2 separate regions of the Pan troglodytes genome follow, and region 2 is linked to region 1. A link is a contact called in public Hi-C data. All regions are on one chromosome and are shown on one strand. Each heading gives the region's core, a stretch centred on a gene start, on an enhancer-like site or on the middle of the called end of the contact. The rest is flanking DNA. Distances are from core to core; before and after follow the strand shown. Region 1 overlaps LOC100609100 (a long non-coding RNA gene). Region 2 overlaps LOC134810342 (a long non-coding RNA gene).

Region 1 (4,333 bases), core at 1,141-3,640:
CAAGTTCTCTCAGTATTGATGTAATATAGAATATATTCTAAGTTATGCAAGAACAAAAACTTCAAGCCTGAATGGCAACAACATTTCTATGTAATGAGTCTGTTTACACACACCAAATTTAAATATCTTGGGGTTTTTACTGGTGTCTTTTATAGATTAAATCAAACCCTAAGGATGTAATCAAATTAAAAGGATTAGTGTTCATTAATAAGATGGCAGTAATATTTCATCAAAAGTTTGCTAAGTCTCTCTCTGCAAAACCAATAGATAAAAGCAGGCAGTGCATAAAAGTGCCTGTCTACTGCATTAGAACATGACAAAAATAATATTTCTTAACATTGCCAAAGAACCATCTATTTCTGAAGATCATACCAGTTTCCATTGCATAGGCCAGTAAGGGTCATTAAACACCAATGGGTCTCTGAGTCCTTCTTCAGAGTCAATGACATTGTAGACTTCACTCGGGATCTCATTTTCCTCCACACAAGGTCTGCAGGGCAAAGAAGGCAAATGAACTATGAAAAACATAATCACTGCTTTTACTGTTGCTTTTTTTGTCATAAAAATTCCATTTATTTAAATTCCATTAAAAAGCACATTTGGCTGCCGAGAACATAAATATACACTTTTATTATACTTAGCATTTTTCATTTAAAAAAAATCTGTCATTTGTTTAGATAAAAATGTTAAAATATTTCCAAACTACCTGTTTCAGCTAACCACTTTCTATGTGTTTGTTGCATACAATAAATGCTGGGAAAACAAGTGATTTGGAATGTAATTCCAAAGCTATGTATATATTTCCCATTAGAAGTTATCTGCTTACACTGATCATTATCCTTACTATGTCATGTGCATTCCACTTATGACTTCTCCCAACATACATCTCTTAGAAGAGTGATTTAAATTACTTGAGCTGTAGTGGAAAACATTTTTTAAAAATCTCATTTTTCTAATTGCTCTGATGTATTTAATAAATCATTAACTGAGAAAGTGACAGCACTAGGAATTCAGGGAAGCTTTTTAACACAATGTTCTCCTAAAGACAAAACTGTAATTCAGATAGTCACATCTGCTTTGCATCTTAGGGGATTACCAAAACCAAGTATTGGAGAAAATAATCAAGCAATGACATTAATGACATATCTGTCTTAGAAATACACGTAAACTTAGTAAAATGACAGGTGAGATAAACACTACCAAATAGTAGAAAAATTCTTATTTGTAAGTATACACAAAGCTTATAAACTAAGAGTATAAATTTATCAAGAATAGGAATTATATCTAATTTTGATATAACTCTAGACCTGTGCCAATAGGTTATTTGGGAATTATTTGCTGATTTGCTTCTAGAATCTCTCAATGAAACAGCCAAGTAGAAGCATTTGCATAAGAAGACGTGTTCAGAAATGTTCTCTACAGCATCATTTGCAAAAATGAAAAGCTGGAAACAAATTAAATCGCCATTAATATGAAATTGTTTAAATCATTTTATATTCACACAGTAAAATGTTATTTAGCAGCAACAGTAAATAAATGTGATCTACAGGTATCAACTGAATACATTTCAATCAGTTCAAAAATTGTAAGCAGAGTGCAGAAGGCTATGTACAGTATGATATCATTTATATAAAGTTTTAAATCATCCCAAAACAATTTTATACATCCTTTTAAAATGATACGTATTTAGGATACAAATCTAAGCACACATAGGAAAGCCTCTGAAAAAGGCAGGGAAGAGAATCGTTCTAGGAAGGGGTATAGAGGAATTCAACTCTAGTAATGTAGTCCTTTAAAAAACTTGGAGCATTTACGACAAAATTATAAATCTAACAAATCTAGATGGTACGTACGTGCTATTCATTATATGTGTCTATTTTCTACGCATATTTGTACATAAGTGTATCTACAAGCATTTATGTATATATTTTCTGTAGACTTGTAGTATGTTATAATGACAAAACACACATACACAAACAAAACCAGTGAGGCCTAGTTGTTATAAGATGGTCTGTGCACATTGGTCCTACAGTGTTTACTTCTTCACAGCAGGGTGGAACCACTAGCTCCAAAGCCCACTGGCAACAAATGCACATTTTTACACATCCATTTGTTTCAAATGTAGTCCAAGTAAGTAGATTTTTGGCCATTTAGAGCCTGCCTGCTTTGCGCAATCCCACAAAACTGCACCTAACATCTGCTAACTGTAGATAAGATAAACCCTGGGTCTGTAACAGACCCCAAGCTTCTGCTGCCCTTAAAAGCTTTCCCACCCAGAGTCTCTCCATCATGCTGCTGAGCAACATCCTCTAGACTGACGCCTCCTTCTCCAAACCTCCTCTTCCCAAGAGTTCCTTTTGCCTCCCTCTCCTTTAGCTTGGTGGCCCCCTAATTATTGCCTTTGGGAAGGCGTCCTGCAATAAGGGACCTCCCCCATTTACAAAACTACCAAAGCACCACCCAAGTAATGCTTGCTGTGTGCTACTGCCACCTCATGGTCACATCTTTAAGAAAAGGACCATTATTTCTCCAAAAATGACTATTACTTGTGAGTTTTCAGAAAAAATGCCAGAATAAAACTTTTAGATGGCCACATAAAGGAATGACAGATCATCCAAGAAGAAGGTAGCATGGTATTCACAGAGGTGGCTGGAAAGCCCCAACCTGCCCTTGGTGCTGTGAAGCCCAACGCCCTCTATCACTGCAAGAACACACTGTCAAGATCATAGGGACAGCATGTGAAATGTGTACAATACAAAATCAAGTAGGAGAGGAGAAAAGGAAGCTTTATCAAATAATTTAATTTCAAAATACTAAAGCAATGAAAATAAAAATGGAATAAAAGAAAGCATAAAGCAATTCAAGTAATATAAGTTAATAAAATCGAAGAGAATTGTTAAAATATGGAATGAAAAATACGCATAGAAAAATATGGTTATCATGATCCAATTGTATATTTCACATGTATGTTCATCTACATTCATGGAAGAATACTTAATAAAATGTGAAAATGAAACTGGGATCAAGAACATTTCCTTATGGTTTTCTGTACTATTTGAATTTTTTTTTACCAACAGCATGTACAACTTTTATGTTTAAAAAATATTTTAAAGACAAAACAAATATCAAAATATTTCAGATTTTCAATGTAATTTGGGAATCTAAATTTTTAAATAAAATTTCCAGTTTATGAAAATACATTTGTAGTCAATAAAATATTAGAAGGCTATATTTGTCCCAATGTCACAAATTTTGACCTCTGCTCTATATCCTCACAATTCTTCCACATATCATTGGAATACAGAAGACTGGGAATGTTATATCTTGCGTTACATCTTACAACAGATAAGAAGGGAGTAATTATTTCAGAGAAGTAGATTTCAATGTAAATACTTATATCTTCATTTTTGTGTCCCATTCAGTTACATTCTTAGGACTGTCTTCGAGAGAGTATCTAAATATTTTGTGAACCTACACTGCTTAACTTTTCAGGAAATTTTTCTTTGTTGTTAGGTACCAGCTCATTTGCTTAGTGCAAAATTTTCATATCCTTCTCCATAACTGATTCCTGAACACGTCGACCTGCACTAAGTTTATGTAGGTGATCCTGAGACACAATCAACAACAGGTGCTTTCCTCATCTTGCACATCCCTGAAGAGCACCTGCTGTCTTCAGAAACGATTTAAGTGACCCAGGCTTACAGCATCCCATTGGAACGATTATGGTTCTTATAACTGAAGAAAATTGTATGAAAGCTACATCTTCTCTGTTGGATTCAAATTCACAGAACTGCATAGCAGAGATGCAGAGCTCTAAATAGGATGTCTTATAGGAAAATGCCAAACTGGCTCCAAGTGATGATTCCTTTTCAATTTTTGAAAATGGTAATGTTAACCATTGCATCATTACCTATTATCCTTCTGCTAGATGTTTTATAGAAAAGCTATACTTTGGAAAGTAGTATATTACCTCACAGTCCTACCAGTTTTTTTAACCATAAATGTGCATACACAGCTACTTCACAACTAAATGACACCAAAAAAATTTTAAAAATAACAGCACATATACACTTTTAATTTCCTAACAAGTTTCTTTTACTTTTTTTCTTTGGAAAGTAAATGTGACAGATTAAAAAATATAAGTTGGCCCAGGAACTATCTTTGAGACAGTCATGGGGAATAGTCTGCTATAGATAATGAATCCACAGCCATAATACAGTTAGAGGTTTGGAAACCTTGCCAATAACAAGCTGGTAAGGGCTTGCAGACTAACCTCGACGCATGCAGTTTTCAGGCATATAATAGCTGCATGGTTAGAAGCCACTTCACTGAC
Region 2 (4,333 bases), core at 1,140-3,639, 330 kb before region 1:
ATAAGTAAATTCTGAGTGCAGCTGGAGAGTGTCTACATAAATGATTCTTGTCATGACTCTGGTCTGTGGGTCTCACTGTCCCTCAGCACACTATATTTTGTACAAGCCTATATTAGAGAAGTATGATACTGAAGATCCACCATCCACCACATCTGTCAGCATAGGGACAGAGTTTATCTGATAAACAAGTCATTTTTGGAAACTGCAGATGCTCCCACTGTGAAGTATTAAATGTGGCCCCGCTTAGATACATAGAATGGGGTTCCGGTTGACTGAACGCAGGCTGATAAGCTCTGAACAGCTCAGAATGCTGTTTGCCCACATACTAATGTTAAACAAAAGAACCGCAGACTGCAGAGAAAGGATGCGGGTCAGACCAGTAAATTGCTTAAACCCTTAGGCAGCCTTCTGAAAAGAAAAGGCATGAAAGAAGCTGATATGAGCTTTTATGCAGAATTGTTCTGTTTATTATCCCTGTTAAGGAAATGATGGCAAGTGTCTTGTTAAACTATATATTCCCAATAAGACAAGAGGACTGACTCTAAACAAGATGCAATATGCCACTGGTCATCACTTGATAAACCATACATATCTTCTATATTATTTCTACATTTAGAATGTAATGCGAAAGACAATAATTTAAGCTGTACTCATGAAAACCATAAAGGCTGTTAAATGTGTCTTAGTATTACACTACCTGATTTGTCACTGAGTATTCCAAGCTAATAACAATCCGTCATGGAAGAAATCTATTTTGTATAAAAATTTCACTATCTTCCATTAAAACTTTGTTAGTTTTCAAACGTGATGACTATATTTCAAATGAATTGCTGAGACAGCTTAATAATAAAATCAGAATGAAGTATATCATTGTGACAACATGTAAACTTACCCTGAATAGAGCAGGGATACAATTTTATTAGTAAAATTCTCCAGTGGATAACATGACAGTCAGTATTGAATCTCCCCTGTTGTTAGGGGTTGGAGCTGGGGGAAGGGAGAAAAAGATTCTTGAGTTTGCTAGACTTTCAATACTTTCCCTCAGGTCTGACCCCCTCAAGAAACAGCATCTTTTCTGAAAGCAGATTTTTCTTCCACTCAGCCCAGTCTCCTCTCCCTCCCCTCCTGCAGAGACACTCCCATTCTGATTCATGTTTTGGGACAAAGGAAATGAGGAAAAATCCCAAGGCTTAAAGAAAACCTGATGAGAGAACCCTAACAGATAAGCAATGGATTTCGTCCAAATCACAAAGCAAGAAAAGATTTGGCAATCAAAGGGCCACAAACATACAGAAGGAGAAAATAAAGCTATATGATGTAAAGACAGCATAAAGAAAAACACACACAGGCAATTGCACCAACAATAAAAAATTAAAAATTACCCCTTTGCTTAAAACTAGTATAACATGTCATTGAGTACTACTTTGACATTTTCCTGCGGCTTTTCTCAACAGGCAATAAATGAAAACAATCTTGAAACCATTCTGCTAAAGGCTCAGTGTAGGAGGCATGTCCATACTTTGTCATCAGATAATCTTACAATCAGGGTCAGCCTTAAAGAGTTTACACCAATAGGCGCAACAGGTTTTTAATAGGAAATACTCAACTCTGGTTCTAAACGTTTAAAAAACAAACAAACTGACAACCAAATAAAAAATTAAAGATACACACACACTAATATGAGTCTTCTGTATTATTAATATAATCAAGTTTTAGAGAAAATAAAGTTTGATAGTTCTGCTCTTAAAGAACATAAGAAACTGAGTACTAAATTAGTAACAAAGAGCCCCAACCAGCCAAGGGGAGCAGAAGGGAATTGATATGCCAATCCAGGCACATGGGACTGCTGATTGTGTGTACTCAGTCTGAATTAGTAGAGAGCTTAGCTAATCACAGACATCAAAGTGAAAGGCAAATGGACAGTAGTAAAAAACATTCCAGATTTAAAAATAAAACAAAACAAAAACAAAAGCAAGATTCTGACATGGTGACATTGCAACTCTAGTGAATGGTCCGAGGAGGGAGCTGTTGACACAAGTTCCTGGGTGGAGATAAAATGACACCATGCATCCACAGAAAAGAAGTAAAAGGGAAGAGAACTTAACTAAACAACATATTTGAAATGATTTGGCAGAAATAATGTTCATTTAAGCTACAAATCTCCACTCTCAGGGTATCACCTAACATAGATCCTTTCTACATGCTCCCTCTGGGTGTGGTCCAGAGCCAATGTGTCCAGAGCAGAGTCGACACATTCTTCAGATTACACAAATAAATTCACCCCAACAAAGAGGAAAGTGCTGAGAAAAGGCTAATAGGAAGTGAGTTAACCCCTGCAATGCTTGCCATATTGTTATGGTAAATATTTAGGATGGCCAACTCATTAGATAATAGATTCCAAGGACGCTCTCATCCTCAGGGCTACTCTGAGACCCATCTGAAAGGACAAGGCATGCAGGAGATGTATCCTTTTGCATAATGCCTGATTCCAGAATGCATAATGGGCACATCACTCCAAGTACTTTCCATTGCACACATTTTCCTTTATAGAAGTTTTGCAAAGTAAGCCTTTCTTTTTCTTCTTTTTCCTCGGTGATACGCATTGACAGCCTTCAGATGACGAACGTAGATGGTTATATCTGCAGGCTGCAAATTCTATCTGCTCAAGATTTATTCCCAAAGACCCTCACCTACCTAATCTGAAAGGTCCTTGCAGGGCACAGGGCTCACCACTGTGCCTAAAAGGTCAGCAGTGGCAGAAGGCAGGGCTGAGGTGGAGTGGGATCTTTGGAGCACTCTGTCCTCAGCAGCTTTCTGCCTTTTGCCTCAGCATTCCCTTGGGGAAGACCTACAGGAAGCATACACACACACACTCCCTGAGTATGAGAGCAGCACTGATAACATTTGTTCACAACAATGCAATATATCTTTTTTAAAAAATCAGACTTCCCCCTTTCCGCTTTCTTTCCTTTATACCCCCTGGCATGAGAGGGTGAAGAGTTAGCTCAAGGAGGAATATTACATAACTTGGTAAACTTTATTTTGGATGAATTAGTCTTAAAAAATAAAACTATTTTTTTTTAACAACACATATACATTTTCTTTCAGAAAACCTACCACAGAGGCTATTATGTGAAATCAAGGAATCGTTTTGAAAGCACAAATATTGAAATGAGAAAGGGATTCTTTTATTTTTAAATTATGTGAAACTTGCACACATATCCAGCTACTATCAGAAAGCATTTCACTTACAGGCCATAAGAATATGTATACCTTTTGGAAGTGTAAAAGATTCTTCTGAATTAACATTCACTAAAAGTAAAGAATATAAAAAATAGCAATACTAAAACTATGTTTTGACTCCATATATGCTTGAAATGGCAATAAAAAGTACAAATAGACCAGAGAATTTATTTTCCATGAAATTTTGGTAAAAACTTATGAAATGGTGAGGAATCGACTTGAGTCATTAAAGATTACCTTGACTTAAAATGCTCTGTTGCCTATAATATCCCACCTATCCTCATAACATACTTACAATGTGGAACATAATTTATTTTCTATATCAAAGTTTTTAAATACAGAAACTATGGTAAGAGAAGTCAGTGACCATTAATTAATGCTTTAATTAATTAATTAAAGATTTTTTTTTTTGTTTGGTGCATGTTTCTTAAATAGCTTTTTCTTTTGGCAGGGTAACTTCAGGCCTTGGGGTAAGTTCCAAAGTTTACTTTTGATGTATTTCCTAAAATTGGTTCTCAAAAACACATTTCCTAAAGTTGACTCTCAAAAACATGATGTCTAAATGTTATTCATCATACAACACTGAAGATTTACATGTTGATCCATTAAATGGTTTTCATTCTCTAATAAAGAATTCTCCAAGGCTGGCTATCTTATGTCTGAATTGCCAGTGTGTTTATGAAGTGTGCTAATTGATCACTCTGCATGACCATGACTTATTGTTCTGTTAATTATTTAAAAGCCATGTTTAAAAAAGAATGAAGAACATAAAATGTAAATGAAAAAAATAAAAAACATAGGAGTAACTATTGAACAGTTTGGTAATTTTCCATCAATAGGAACCGATTTTGGCATCAAACATATTTCTAGAAGGAGATCAAAATGAACAGCATGTTTTAGGCTTTAAAGTTTATATCAAGGTTGTGCTTACATAAGTCAATACGTCCTGGAGGCTCTTGCAGCCAGCCATCCTTGCATACTGAGTCTATCCCCAACTTCTTATTTGTGTGTCCTCTTAACATACTCCACCTCTTCAGATCTGTTTCCTCATCTATAAAATGTTAATAGCTAACTCATAACGTTGGTGTGA

What was found. A called contact is a pair of places that touch in the nucleus more often than the background predicts.
Region 2: a Hi-C map of induced pluripotent stem cells shows a contact between it and region 1, with 2.0 times the contacts expected there. The contact joins two enhancer-like sites. A contact is called at or near these places in 2 of 7 Hi-C or Micro-C datasets (induced pluripotent stem cells and stem cell-derived neural progenitor cells).

Annotation. Positions count from the first base shown.
Region 1 is chr5:109,652,773-109,657,105 of NHGRI_mPanTro3-v2.0_pri, reverse strand. It overlaps LOC100609100 (a long non-coding RNA gene), which reads right to left. Exons shown (of 8, transcript XR_010158113.1): 7 at 373-490. Among named protein-coding and RNA genes, the nearest start is that of MMS22L, 430 kb to the right of the region's middle. Within about 2 kb of position 2,390, at least 1 of the 24 cell types and tissues checked has an H3K27ac peak or open chromatin away from gene starts, as enhancers often do. A contact at or near this core is called in induced pluripotent stem cells, where this site is marked.
Region 2 is chr5:109,987,182-109,991,514 of NHGRI_mPanTro3-v2.0_pri, reverse strand. The region is part of intron 3 of LOC134810342 (a long non-coding RNA gene); the gene reads right to left. Among named protein-coding and RNA genes, the nearest start is that of MMS22L, 760 kb to the right of the region's middle. Within about 2 kb of position 2,389, at least 5 of the 24 cell types and tissues checked have an H3K27ac peak or open chromatin away from gene starts, as enhancers often do. A contact at or near this core is called in induced pluripotent stem cells, where this site is marked.